Linked DNA regions of Zea mays: region 1 is linked to region 2. Evidence: chromatin contacts called from public Hi-C data. All regions are on one chromosome and are shown on one strand. The core of a region is the stretch at or near the end of the contact, and the rest is flanking DNA. Distances in the headings are between cores, read along the strand shown. Region 1 holds the start of LOC100382120. Region 2 holds the start of LOC542596 (his-containing phosphotransfer protein).

Region 1 (6,570 bases), core at 2,386-4,885, 130 kb before region 2:
TGGCATCAATCACCAAAAAGAGGGAGATTGAAAGGGAAATAGGGTTTAACCGTTTCCTATAAATAATTTTGGTGGTTGAATGCGCAACACAAATATTGGACTAACTAGTTTGCTCTAGATTATATATTCTACAGGTGCATAAAGGTTCAACACAAACCAATAAAAGAACAAAGTTAGGGTTCAAAATCAAAGGAGCAAAAGAATCAAGGGTGCCCTAGTCTGGCGCACCGGACTGTCCGGTGTGCCATCGGACAGTGTCCGGTGCACCAAGACCGTACAACTCCAAACTCGCCACCCTCAGGTTTCCCGGGCCGCGCTCCGCTATAATTCACCAGATTGTCCGGTGTGCCACCGGACTGTCCGGTGCACCAGCGGAGCAACGGCTCCTAGGCACAACGGTCGATGGCAACAGACACCTGCGAACGCTACAGTGCGCGCAGAAGTCAGGGCAGCCGTCAGAGGTGCACCGGACAGTGAAGAGTACCTGTCCGGTGCGGCACCGGACTATCCGATGCCACTAGAACACAAAGCTCCAACGGTCGTCTGCGCCCGAACCCTAACGGTTGGGTGACATGGCTGGCGCACCGGACTGTTCGATGCGCCCATCGACAGTAGCCCAACCCCAACGGTTGTTTGGTGGTTGAGGGCTATAAATACCCCCCAACCACCTCCACTCCAACCATCCAAGCATTCCACACATTGCATTCAATACAAGAGCAATAGACTTCACTCCAAGACACAAATCAAGCGATCAATCCACTCAAAGTCCCGAATTCAACTCTGGCGCATTATGGCTTGTGAGAGGATCACTTGTGTTTCTTTGTTGCTCTTGTTGCTTGGTTGGCTTTCTTTTCTTTTCCTTGTTACTCTCAAGTGCTTTGTAAGCAAGGCAAGAGACACCAATTGTGTGGTGGTCCTTGTGGAGTCTAAGTGACCCATGAGAAGTAAAGAAGAAAGCTCACTCAGTCTAAGTGACCGTTTGAGAGAGGAAAAGGGTTGAAAGAGACCCGATCTTTGTGACCACCTCAACGGGGACTAGGTTCTTTGGAACCGAACCTCGGTAAAACAAATCACCGTGTTCATCCGCTCTATCTCTTGGTTGATTTGTTTTTCCCCTCTCTCCCGGACTTAACATTTGTTTTAACGCTAACCCCGGCTTGTAGTGTGTTTAAAGTTGTGAATTTTAGTTTCCGCCTATCCACCCCCATCTAGGCGACTTTCAATTTTCATTTAAGCATTGCATCCATTATTGAAAGGTTGAACTTGAAGAAATTATAGAAGACTTAAAAATGTGGTTCTCAGGGGGAGAAATTTGCATACTCCTAAATTGAATTTTGAGCATGAAGTTTAAATACCTAATTATAGTTTTATGATTAAATGAAGAAAAAGGTGATTTGCACTATTTTCCCCTTAAGTGAGTTTAAGTAGAAGTTTCTCACGTAAGATTTTTAATGAGACAAATCATGCAACACAGCAAGCGTGAGTCATGTACTCTTTCTCCAAAAAATTTCCCACTGGGTTTTTGTGGAGTTTTGGGACATGTGCATCTCGCGGCAAGAGGGCCAAGGGGAGTGTTAAGAAACCAGTTTGGTCCCCGAAGGCCCATGTGGCCCATTTAGCCGAAACCCTAACTTTGCACTATATATAGAGGAGCACACCACCATTTGTTGTAATGAGAGAAGAGAATAGATGAATGAGAATATCGGTTCCTCATATATCTTTGTGTCTCCTGTGTGTTGAGTTAAGAAGCCTTTGGACTACATTCAGTAGCAAAGGATTCTTAGACTGACTCCAACAGAGCAGCTAAATGGACAGGCAAAGCTAAAATAGTTGTCCACGAGCTACTGTAGCAGTACAAAACACCTTCCAACAGGACAGCCAAACGAGCCAGGCGAAAAGGATGGAAAGAGAGAGGAAAGCCATAATAGCTTGTATTGTGGCTGGCAGCCATTTCCTTTTTCTGTGTTTGAGAACATGACCACACCATCTGCTCTATTTGTTAGACTATACTACCGCTGCCTTTTTACCTATGCTGTTGAAAGCGTGTGTCATATGGCTGGACAGGTAAACCAGAGACGCTAGTCAAAATCTTAAATGACTGCTCGATTTACATGGCCTCTGTTGAAATCAGTCTTAACACGAGTGGCACCGCGGGCAGCCACGGGCTAGAGCTTTTGGAGTACCCATCAGAGTTGCCGTAGAGGCGTAGACATGTACACACTTTTGGGTGCCACTGACCTGATCTTGCCCCCACTTGTACGTCAGCACATGTAAACTAACAGGCCTGGGAGGAATCTTCAGTTGGTCGTCGCTGTCTGCAGGGCGCGAACTGGCTTTTGTCTACACTAATGTCGGTCGTGTGCGCCGTGTATCATGCTGCGAACCTGGACAATGGAGAAGGAACAATCAAAACCAAACAAAGACGGGTGTTATTAAGATAATATATTTTAGAATCGGACTCTACTTGCGCATATATATATGAGCGTCCCTTTTTATTTTCATCATATGAGCTTGCATGTGTCGTAAGTTTGTGTAATGCCTGGGGTAAAGCAAATCGGTAGGACTTCGATTTATATCTATTAAATACTACTACTGCCTAAGTCTCTACAGTATCAAAATACAAGTCGTTTAGAGCAGCGACGTGGTCTCTAAAATATAGGTTTGAACAATATTTTTTTAAATATAAATAAATTCTTAATATATTTATATTTTTGCAAAAAAGGTACTTTTTAAGATAAATCTATATATACGACTATTAGATTTTAAAACTAAATAACAAAACTGTTATTAGTAGTTAAAGTTTTATATGTTTGATTTGAACCTTGTCTAAAACGACTTGTTTTTTTATACAGAAGGAAGTACTTTTTTTAGCAAGACTGGTTAGTACTTCGATGCTATGAAGAGTGAAGCCTATTACTTAGGGGGTGTTTGAATGCACTAGAACTAATAATTAGTTGGCTAAAAATTGGTAGTGAAATTAGCTAGCTAATAAATAGTTACCTAACTATTAACTAATTTACCAAAAATAGCTAATAGTTGAACTATTAGCTAAGATGTTTGGATGTCTCAATTAATTTTAGCCACTAACTATTAGCTCTAGTGCATTCAAACACCACTTAGTCGTTAAATTTAACTATACCTCTCAAATAACTAGTGTTGACTCTAGTTATTTCTTAAAATTGAAAGGATGAGAGAGGACGCTAGTAGACATCTCTGTCATGTATATACTTAAATGTGCCACAACCAAACACATCCTTCACTTGAAGTGAAGTGGCATCCCGACGTCAGCTGTGACGTATGCACTGATACCCATACCAAGTGTGAGCGGCCCGGGAGTCAAAGATGCTGGGCAAAGCCGCCGCCCGCCGGGATGGTGTCGTGGAGGTGGTTAGGTAGGCCGTGTCTGCTCGTGCTTGCTGCCGCGGAGCGTCCGCTGGCTAGCTGGATGACGGATTACACGCAACGCGACGTCGTTTGGCCGGGGACCGCGCAACGTGGAAACAGGGCGAGGCAGGACGCCTCACGCCCGCATTAGCACGAAACGACTAGCGGGACCAATCGGGGAAGGGAGTGCGCGGAAGGCCGGCCCTGCCTTCTTTTTTTCCCCCGCGAAGCAGGGCGAGGCAGGCAGCGTGTATAAACTGAGCGAACGTGAGCGGTCTTCGCCTTGTCCTCCGACTCTTCCATTCCATTCTATTCCCGCTTCCACACGTCGGTCGGCGCCCTTCGCGATCGTGTCGTTTCTTCCCGCAGCCTGCCTGCGTGTGGGGTGATGGCTAGGCACTTCAAGTACGTCATCCTCGGCGGCGGTGTCGCGGCGGTACGTGCCTCTGCCCTCTCCCTGCGTGCCTTCAATTGAACATGTGCCGCCGCCGATCGCCGCCTGATCTGACGACGAGGCTTCCTGCGCGCAGGGGTACGCGGCGAGGGAGTTCGCCAAGCAGGGCGTCAACCCCGGCGAGCTCGCCATCATCTCCAAGGAACCAGTACGTATACGCATCTTCAAGTTCCCGATCGATTTTGCCTTTCCTCGTATGTGCGTAGTAATCAATCAAAATCCTCGTCCGTGCCGTGCGATTCTTATTTTGCTAAAGGCTCTTACGTTTCATTTACCGTGCTCTAAATTTTACGCTATAAAATCGTCTGATTTATTTCTATTCATTTTTGAATTAAAATTAATTAAGCGTCCAAACGAATTACGAAGAAACGTTTGGATTGAGGTAGGGCTATACCCTTTCATAGAATATTGTTTCACCAAAAGAATTTGGGAGGAGTTGGGTATCTGTTGATAGGCTAAAACCGTCCGGCTGAGTGAGCCCCTATCTGTAGCATTGGTTGGAGAAATTGGTTTTGTTGCCAATAGGAAAATCATTAGGTCACTATTGATCCTTGTAAACTGGGAGATTTAGCGAGAAAGAAAAGAAATAAGAGAGTCTTTGATCGCAGATTCTTGAGCAGCCAACAAATCATTATCAAAATCAAGTATGAGACGGTCGTCTGGAATTTAGCAGCGACTATTTAGTGGGGTCTGTTTTTCTTTTATGAGAGCATCTCCAACAACATGACCTATAAAAATGTCCTATAATTTGAAAATAAGTATATTTTATAGAATTTAGGGCACCAACAAAACACCTCGCTCCAACAGTAAAGCCTCAAATCTAGATTATAGGACAGCCCACTACAGTGTAGTATATTTGAGTCACTTGAGAGGGTGCCCTATAGTTTTTTGACAAAAAATTATGAAATAAGACAATGTTGGAGTAGTTTTTCATGTGTAGAGCCCCATATTTCAATTTGAGGCACTAGTTTGAGGCATTTTTGGAGATGCTCTGATAAGATCGGACCTTTGCCTAGTGCTTTGGTCACTATATTGATTTAAAACCTCTTGCTATTCTTCTTGTCAATATATATCTTGGCAGACCTCTTGCCTTTCGTTCAAAAAAAACCTTCTTCTTTTGTTTCCCAATCCTCAGATCGTATTAGCAAGACTCTGAACTCTGAAGTTCCGTACACCGTTTCTCTCTTGTCAGAAATTTGGTGATTAAATTGGGGAAGCTGCAGCGCTCAGTAATTTTTTTTCAGATAACGGCTAACCTGCTATCATGCCACCGCTTTCGTTTGTTTTCTCTAACACATCCAATTGAATTCTGATATATTCATATGAACGTTTCTTCAGGTTTTTTTTTGTTTTGTTTTTGGGGATAGTTGCCGCTCGCCAATCAGAGCTACTAGAAGAATATAGAAAGAACTTATGGAGATGACGTGGATAGTTTATATTAGCAGAATACATGATCGAAGTTAGTGAGATGACATAACTATTAATGAGAAATTATATGGATTGTTAGTAGAGGATGATGTGGATGGATTGCGTGTTGGAATAGACCTGTAGTGGAGGTTATTAGTTTTGTAGGAGATATAGACAGATATAGATATAAATTTCAAGTTGAGACCAACTCAACAAGCAGATATACAAGAATATCGAATGAACCTATCCTTTACAGAAATGCTTCTACTTTCAATTGTTATATCTGTTCGCAGCTGGCTATTCTGTGGCGACGCCACTGCTTAACTTCGATCCTCCATCTTTCAGGTGGCCCCTTATGAGCGCCCTGCACTCAGCAAGGGATACCTCTTCCCTCAGAGTAAGCCCTGAATGCAGATGCACAGCGGTGTGTTTTTTCACACGCTGCTGTCCGATGATCCTGCACGCACGATCTCTTTACTGATACCCGATGCTTGTCCTGTCAACAGACGCTGCAAGACTGCCAGGCTTCCACACGTGTGTGGGCAGCGGTGGAGAGAGACTACTTCCTGAATGGTACTCTGAGAAAGGTAATCTTTTTTACTCCTCCCCTAAAGATGAGAATTGTACTAGTACTAGTTATTGATACTTTCATATGTGCACCGATGTTTTGGTTAAAAAAAAACAGTTGCTTTTGCACTCCATCGATCAATATCCCTGCACTTGTAGTTCTTTCTGTCATCGGAATAGTACTAATTACGATTCTTCTGATAAAAATAATTTATTTCACACTGAGCTGCAACTATTAGATTTAAGAATGCGTGGTGATTTGGGCCTGCTTACCTGGGGAAATGTTCTCCTCTAAGATCAAGTGTTGCTTTATTTATTCTGTGTTTGGTGGTCATGCCACCTCAGTCGGTTTTGCAGCAAACATAACACTCCATCTCCTTGTCTGGTCCCTGGAGAAGTCTATTTGATAGCTTGAGCAAGCATGTCCAAAAAGGCATTACTTTTTCCACAGTTCTGATCATGAGCTGATTATGCCTGTTTTCAGGCATTGAACTGATCCTGAGTACTGAGATTGTGAAGGCCGACCTTGCTTCAAAGACTCTGACCAGTGCAGCTGCGGAAACCTTCACATATGAGACCTTGCTCATTGCTACGGGCTCCTCGGTTAGTTCTTACTGAAATTGTTCTCCAAAAACATGTTTTCAATGGGAAAACTTGTTACCTGGGTTGCTCATTATGTATTCTGTCTTCGTGTTCAGGTCATAAAGCTCACTGATTTTGGTGTTCAAGGAGCAGAATCCAACAACATATTGTATCTA
Region 2 (7,029 bases), core at 4,208-6,707:
AATAAAAATAAAGGTAGTAGTATGATGAAAATAAAAGTTGCTCTTTCGTGTATGTTTGAGCATCCAGGTAAAACTAACGTACAATTGTCATATTTGAATGTCATGCCATGTCATGTCATGTCATATGAAAATAATTTTGCATAATATATGTCATCCAATAGCAGGTATGTCAATTTAACTGATCCATGAGCAGTGATTTTGCATGTCATCTTATCCTAGCATTGGTGTATACTATAAATATTCTATACTCTGGTATATGTTTTCACTTCTCCCATAATTGTTCATAGGGAAAAGGGGCACAAAGGAAAAGCAGCGCCTAAATGTAATCCAAATCAAAGAACAATATTATAATGAGGTTGATCAGCACCATGACAATACCATCCAGCAAACACAAGGTACAAATGTATTTGGAATAATCCAATATATGTGAACTGCATTACTAATGTGAACTTTATTTTCATAGGTGATGGCAATAATGTAATCAAGCGAAAGGGAACGGTTTTGACACATGTTTGGGATTTACCTAAGGATAAACGTATATTAGTGAAATGCAACCAACTTGGGCAACCTATTGGAAAAGAAGGTGGTCTGTTAGGCCAATTTTTAGGAACTATAGCACGGAACGGTGGTTATTGCCCAATAGATGTCAATGATTGGAGAAAGATAAAGAAGGATAGTGCTGAAACCATACTTCAATGTATTCAGGTATGCTGGTATGAAATGTTAAGTACAATAGTAGCCATGTAATAGATTTATTAATGGTGTTTATCTTATTTTAGACAAAGTTCTTGTATCCTCGATCATGTGAGAAATGGATACTGAAATCGATAGGGAGAGATTGGAGAAAATACAAGTCAATATTGAAAAAGAAGTTATTTAGTCCAAAGAAGAAAAGGTCATACTTATACAAGCTTTGTCCAGATGATATTGATGAAGACCAGTGGAAATCCTTAGTAAAATATTGGAAGTCATCTGAAGGAAAGGTTAGTACAATAGTGCATCATTATTGGGCCTACTCTCTTTGGTTTATATACTAGCTCAATATCACTTAATTTACTGTACTACAGGCTCTTAGTGAGAAGAACAAACTAAGTTGTCAAATGAAGAAGACAACACATTCAGGGGGTACAAAGAGTTTTGCACGTTGGTCCGAGGACATGGTGAGTATTTTTTATTACTAAATAAAATCTTCTATTAATTTCTTATCATTTTAGTATTGTTTTTTTCTAGAGACAAGGTGATCCCATAAAAAAACAACCACATGGAGCACAAGTTTACTTAGCAACTCACAAGAAAAGGGTCAAGGAGGCAAATCATCCTGTGATATGCTATTTAGACACAAAGATGTATATATCATATATGAAAATATCAAGAATTTTACTTTACAAACAAGATAATTAGGTATGATTTTTATGCATACAGGTTCAGCTGGAAAACCTTATAGAAAAGCAACCAGAATTAGCACAAAATTGTGAGGGAAGGGTTGCGTGGGAAGGTGATGCACTACATCAAGTATTGGGAGAGGAGAAATCTGGACAAGTACATGGCATGGGCTTGCTTCCAATTCCTAAACAAGTTTATGGCCGAACAACACGTCAATTTAAGGACATAAATATAGCTACAATAGAAGGATCATCAGCAGACGTAGACACACATTTGTTGGAGGAAATACAACAACTCAAGGAGCATGCAAGAAAACAAGACAAAGTTATTGATGAACTCATAAACAAGAAAAGACACAATGAGAATGAAGAAGTGATAAAGGTGCTCACGTCTTTCACTTAACTTTGTGTACTGAACATATACTAACATTCAATATCACTTGTAGGAACTGACTGCTCATGGTGATTTTCAGACTGGCCATGCTAACCTTCAGAATCATGTAGTGCATTCCAACAGAAAGGTAGTTTTGTTGTTATCAGGTTTTCACAGAATTGTCTCTATTGACCTTAATGTTATTTGAAATATGTAGAGAGTTCGATGCACTGAACCAGACCATGGAGATGCAATCTGTCAACAAAATGTTGCACTAGTAAATATCATTCCTGCTATACTTGTTACTCATTTTCTCTACTTAATGTATATAAAACCTCATGACACACCCTTTATTCTATTTACCAGAACATCCGTACATGTGTATCCGAATACAGCGACAATGTTGATCCAATTATGTCCAACAAAAAGGTTATCATGATGTTCCTATCATTTCACAACATTCTACTCATAGCAGATTATATGTTGATATTTGGGTTTACTATTTTAAGTTTGCATGATTTTTTTGTTGTATTTAGCGTCAAGGTGATGCAAATCGCAAGCAATTATCACATCAAGCAGAAGAGCCACTCTCGCCACAATGCTCTAGTATTGGTTTTGGACAAAAAGAGGTACACCATTCTAGATAAATCATTAACATGTGATGTATCAGTCATGCAAAGTTTCATCCATTTGAGATTCTATCAGGTTGATGAATGCACACAAAATTCAATTGATCATAGAATAAGAAGAAAAACAAAGGTACACAAGAATTATCCTTCTTCATGTTTTTGCACCATTTGCCAAAAAAATGGTATTATTTAGTATATGATTTCATACATTGTTTCAAATGACAAAGAACCAACAAGGAGTACTCAAAGAGAACCGGATCATGGCACAGAAAATTGCTCAGGATAAAGCTATGGGCCAAAATAATTCAAAATTTACACAACCTCGTCCAATTAAGGTGAGCAAATATAACCTCAATTGATATAGTTGCATTACTTTAACACAAATTATGCTTGTTACTATACAATAAACTAGTGCTTGTTGATGACTCTGTGAATTCAATGTAGGATGGAACCACAGTGATACTTAAGACAGCAAGCCGTCCAAATAAGGCAATTGTGGCCTATGCAACCATTCTGAGCTCTAGTCCAAAAGAAAGTGTTGGTGGAGTTGAGATAGGAAAACAATTCTACAAAGTCCGAATCAACCATCCTGTTTTACAAGATGAGCCTTTGGTTAGGCCCATGCCTGGCTACGACAAAATTGGTGATGCCCATGCAAAAGGAGTAGCAATTGCTTGGCCTTGGCTTTGTGTATGCTACAACAAGTTTTATAAATACGTAATGTTACAAATTGCTTTCTCTAGGTAGTAGGCTGAAATGATTAACGATACAATGACCATTCTCTTTGCAGGTTCAAATGATCAATGGATGAATTTGTAGATTTGGATGCGCATGAGACATGACCAAGAAACATGAATTCCAAGAATATTTCTTATTTGTAGTTACATTTCATTTCCACCTTTACAGACTTGTACTATCTACCACTTGCTACATTTATTCCCTAGAATCATATCATTGTGTAAATATATAATTGTATTTTGTGAACAAGTACTATGTTTTTACCTTCCTCCAATCAATGCAAGTGATTACTCGAAGTTGTGATTTTTGTTGTTGTGCAAATGTGTCATGATCCCTTAATAAATTCATGTCAATGTTATGTGCTATGTGCAATTTAAAAATAGCGTTTTCATTTGAAATTTGAAAGTGTTACAATAGGTAAAGCATGTGTTACAAACAACATGTACCTAAAATTCCAATGTATGTTGTCACAAAGTGTTACTATTGTAATGAAAAAGTGTTACTATAGCTAAAAAAATTGTTACGCTAGAGAAATATTGTAACACTAATAAATGTTCCAATAAACAAGTAATTGTGTTACAGAGTAGTAACACTTTTTTATAAAAAAGGAACATATATTTTGTGTTCCAATAGGTTAGATACTAGTAACATTGGATATAGTAACACAAACAAGATGTGTTACTAGTACAGCTAGTAACACCTTTATTGAAATATAGTAACACAAGTTGGTGTTACTAAAGCTATGTTATGTAGTAGTGCTACATGAAGATATTGTGTTTTCATGAATTATTTGTCCAAAGAATGACTAAATGTTAACAAAAATTAAATGTGCCCATTTGGTTAGAAAAAAATATTTCACATGTCATAATTTTCCTTGAGTTTGTATTGTCCCCATTTGAACTTTAGTGAGGTGCAATGGGCCATAAATCTACTATATTTGTTCATCAAATATATGGTTATATTATATTTTCTTTAACTAAAGTTTGCTTATGTTGTCATAGGTTGTCATATACATGATTGACTATGGTGCTTGCTTTACTTGTATTATCAATAGAAAATTCATTCTTGTATTCTTTAGCTCCAATGATACATGGCATGTCACTCATAGTCATAGATAATAATTTTTTGCACAACTCAATAATGTTTGCACCATTATGATAATTAACTCAATAGTATTCTAATTATCTCTTCTTGAGATAAATTGTTGGTATCTTATCTGTGTGGTGCAAATAACCACCAGAAATTATCTCTAAAGTTCTCCCAAACTTATTTAACTGCTTGTATTATTCCGTTTTAGTTCTTCAACATATGAAATACTTATTCACACCATTTGTTACCACATTTTATTATTCATAGTGTGTCGTATACAGTAATAGTTGGAAATGCATTGTCCACTTAGCGTTATTACAACTATGTTACCACGTCTAAGAAAATCATCACTAGAGTTTTATCAAAATGCATATGTAACTGATAGTATCATCTATTTTTAGTTCCTTTATGTATGGAATATTCACCATGCTATGCGTTACCGGATTTTAATCATTCATAGTTTGTCGTATATTCGTCGCAATAAATTTGTCGCTGTTATAAGTTACTATATCCATTAGATGCATAAATATTTTGTTTTCTACGAAAAATTTGTTTGGATATTGTTAGAACGGTGTTAAGCCATAAATTGAACAAGATTTGCAATAATCACAATTTATAAACTTGTAGCTAAATCTAATATCTCTTGATCGTTAATTTATATAAGTATATTATTTATATAGAATATAAATTATTGGTAAATAAGATCTTTACTTGCATGTGTACTATTTATATATTTATTTATTTGTTCAACACCCAACATTCATGGCCTAAATGTACCTTATATTGGTAACTTCATATGAAACTAGCTATGAGACTTTGTTGATACAATAAATTTTGACCAGCTAATTACCTCTAATAATTTTATGTTTACAATAGACAGTACAACTATACAAGCACATGTTAGCAAGAGGAAAAATAGATAATTTTCAAACTAATGATAAATACTTTTTTTGCTTGAATAATCACCATTTCTTTATGCAACGGCTAGATTGAAAATTGCCACCAACCAAAGAAGTAGATGGTAGGTGACAATTAAGAGTTTTTGTTTGTAGTAATCAAATGTAGTAGAAACTATTACCATCCAAAATAACAACTGGAAAAATTAAGAGAGGGAAGAAGAAGCCAAATATGCAGCGGTTCCAGTGCAGGCTGTGCAGCCTCCCTGAGCTGTGCCAGGAATCGCATTCCCCCTGTAATCCACTATAAATAGGTCTCAATCATCCCTCACTAGTCACTCACTCTATTCCCATTCCAAGCCCCCGCTCTCGGATTCCCGACGACGAGCTCAGAGCTCCTCCTCTCCTCCCCTGCTCGGTGTTCGACGCAACAGCTGCCGCCATGTCTGCCGCCAACCAGCTCGCCGCCCTCGTCAGCAACATGTACGCCACGGTAAGGGTTCTTCCTCCACTGCACGACCTCTGGATTCTTGTATTTCGGCGCCACTGGCGCGGAATTCGGGTTGTGGCTGACGGGATTGTGCTTTGTTTTGGTGCTAGGGTTTGCTTGACGATCAGTTCCAGCAGCTCCAGATGCTCCAGAACGCCAGTACTCCTGACTTCGTCTCCGAGGTCGTCACGCTCTTCTGCCAGGACGGCGAGCGGATCATCGGAGAGCTGGCCAAACTGCTGTACGTGTGGTTCCTCACTCGTTGTTCCGTTTCTGTGATCGGTTCTTTGCGTTGTAGAGGGGTGGCTGATTCGTGCAGTTTGGTGTTTCTGTGACTCTGCAGGGAGAAGCCCAACGTGGATTTTGACAGGGTTGACGCCTTTGTGCATCAGCTCAAAGGAAGCAGTGCAAGGTGATTACCTTGTTCATACCCTGTTCTTGGAATGCATGTGTAATGCTAGTAGGAATGTATTTGTTGTGTTTCCATTTCAGCGCGGGAATGGGGTATGCAGTGCCATTAAAATTGAGGAGGGGGATTTAAATTCGTGCAATGATTGATCTGGCTTCCACAATTAATTCTGTGTGGTGATCCGACCGAAACAGTTAAATATCAGTTTTTGACATTCTGTTTTGGGAACTGTTGCCATTGGTTCCATAATTGTCATGTTCTGCGATGTGGATCCAACACATCTTGTCATGTGCACACACAAGTGACACAACTTGAAAAGGAAAACTTCAAATTTCCATGTTTTAAGTTGTGTTTCGAATCCGTTTAAGGAAGCGATTGCCATATATTTTGTCGTTATAATGTTCCATGATGTAGATCTGGCAGACATGCTCCATTCAGCACATCAACCGAATAACTCCAAGAGCATCGGCTCACATTGTTCCATTTTGATTTGTGTTTCAGATCTGTTTTGGGTGGGATTTGTCATATATTTTCTTGTTATTTTGACATAAATCTGAAAAACATGCTCCCCACACACTAATCTAATAACTCAAGTGGCACTAGTGAATCCCTCCCATTTTTTTGTGCTTTAGTTTCATGGTATACTAAATATGGAATTCATGGTCAAGACACAACAGCCTCTCTGTAATTGTCATGGATTAGGAATAAAGTACGGGAAATGGAGGATATGTCCTTCCTACCTCAAGATGATTTGACTTTCATTTTATGTTGCATGAATTGTAAATGAATCATTTCATATTAGAGTTTTTCCTTATCATGGATGCAGAGGTGTTTAAGATTTTTGTTGATATGAAGCACCTGTGCTATTGCATTTTGAATAATTGTGCCATGAAAAAAGGATATAATAATTAAGACTTATCAAGGGCGTCAAATGAAAATGTTATGGATTCATCAGTTTGTAAAATTCAAAAGTTTCTGTATTGGATGTGGGGCTTGCTAGAGTTCTAAAAATTTACTAGGCTT

What was found. Hi-C and Micro-C count contacts between places; a contact is called where the count stands out from the background.
Region 1: a Hi-C map of ear shows a contact between it and region 2, with 3 times the contacts expected there. The contact joins the promoter of LOC100382120 here to the promoter of LOC542596 in region 2. A contact is called at or near these places in 2 of 25 Hi-C or Micro-C datasets (ear and tassel).

What each region holds. Positions count from the first base shown.
Region 1 is chr4:55,571,615-55,578,184 of Zm-B73-REFERENCE-NAM-5.0, reverse strand. It overlaps LOC100382120, which reads left to right and starts at 3,635. Exons shown (of 9, transcript NM_001174881.1): 1 at 3,635-3,820; 2 at 3,915-3,986; 3 at 5,591-5,642; 4 at 5,752-5,832; 5 at 6,297-6,415; 6 at 6,511-6,570. The coding sequence starts at 3,773.
Region 2 is chr4:55,439,806-55,446,834 of Zm-B73-REFERENCE-NAM-5.0, reverse strand. LOC542596 (his-containing phosphotransfer protein) reads left to right here and starts at 5,457. Exons shown (of 6, transcript NM_001112131.1): 1 at 5,457-5,600; 2 at 5,708-5,838; 3 at 5,941-6,009. The coding sequence starts at 5,550. It overlaps LOC103653266, which reads left to right and starts at 1,271. Exons shown (of 10, transcript XM_008680207.2): 1 at 1,271-1,323; 2 at 1,423-1,764; 3 at 1,829-1,903; 4 at 1,973-2,032; 5 at 2,122-2,184; 6 at 2,292-2,384; 7 at 2,461-2,514; 8 at 2,612-2,719; 9 at 2,829-3,074; 10 at 3,175-3,429. The coding sequence starts at 1,549. The coding sequence ends at 3,195. LOC103655283 reads left to right here. Exons shown (of 7, transcript XM_008682064.2): 3 at 1-13; 4 at 288-395; 5 at 464-705; 6 at 780-983; 7 at 1,068-1,219. The coding sequence ends at 1,181.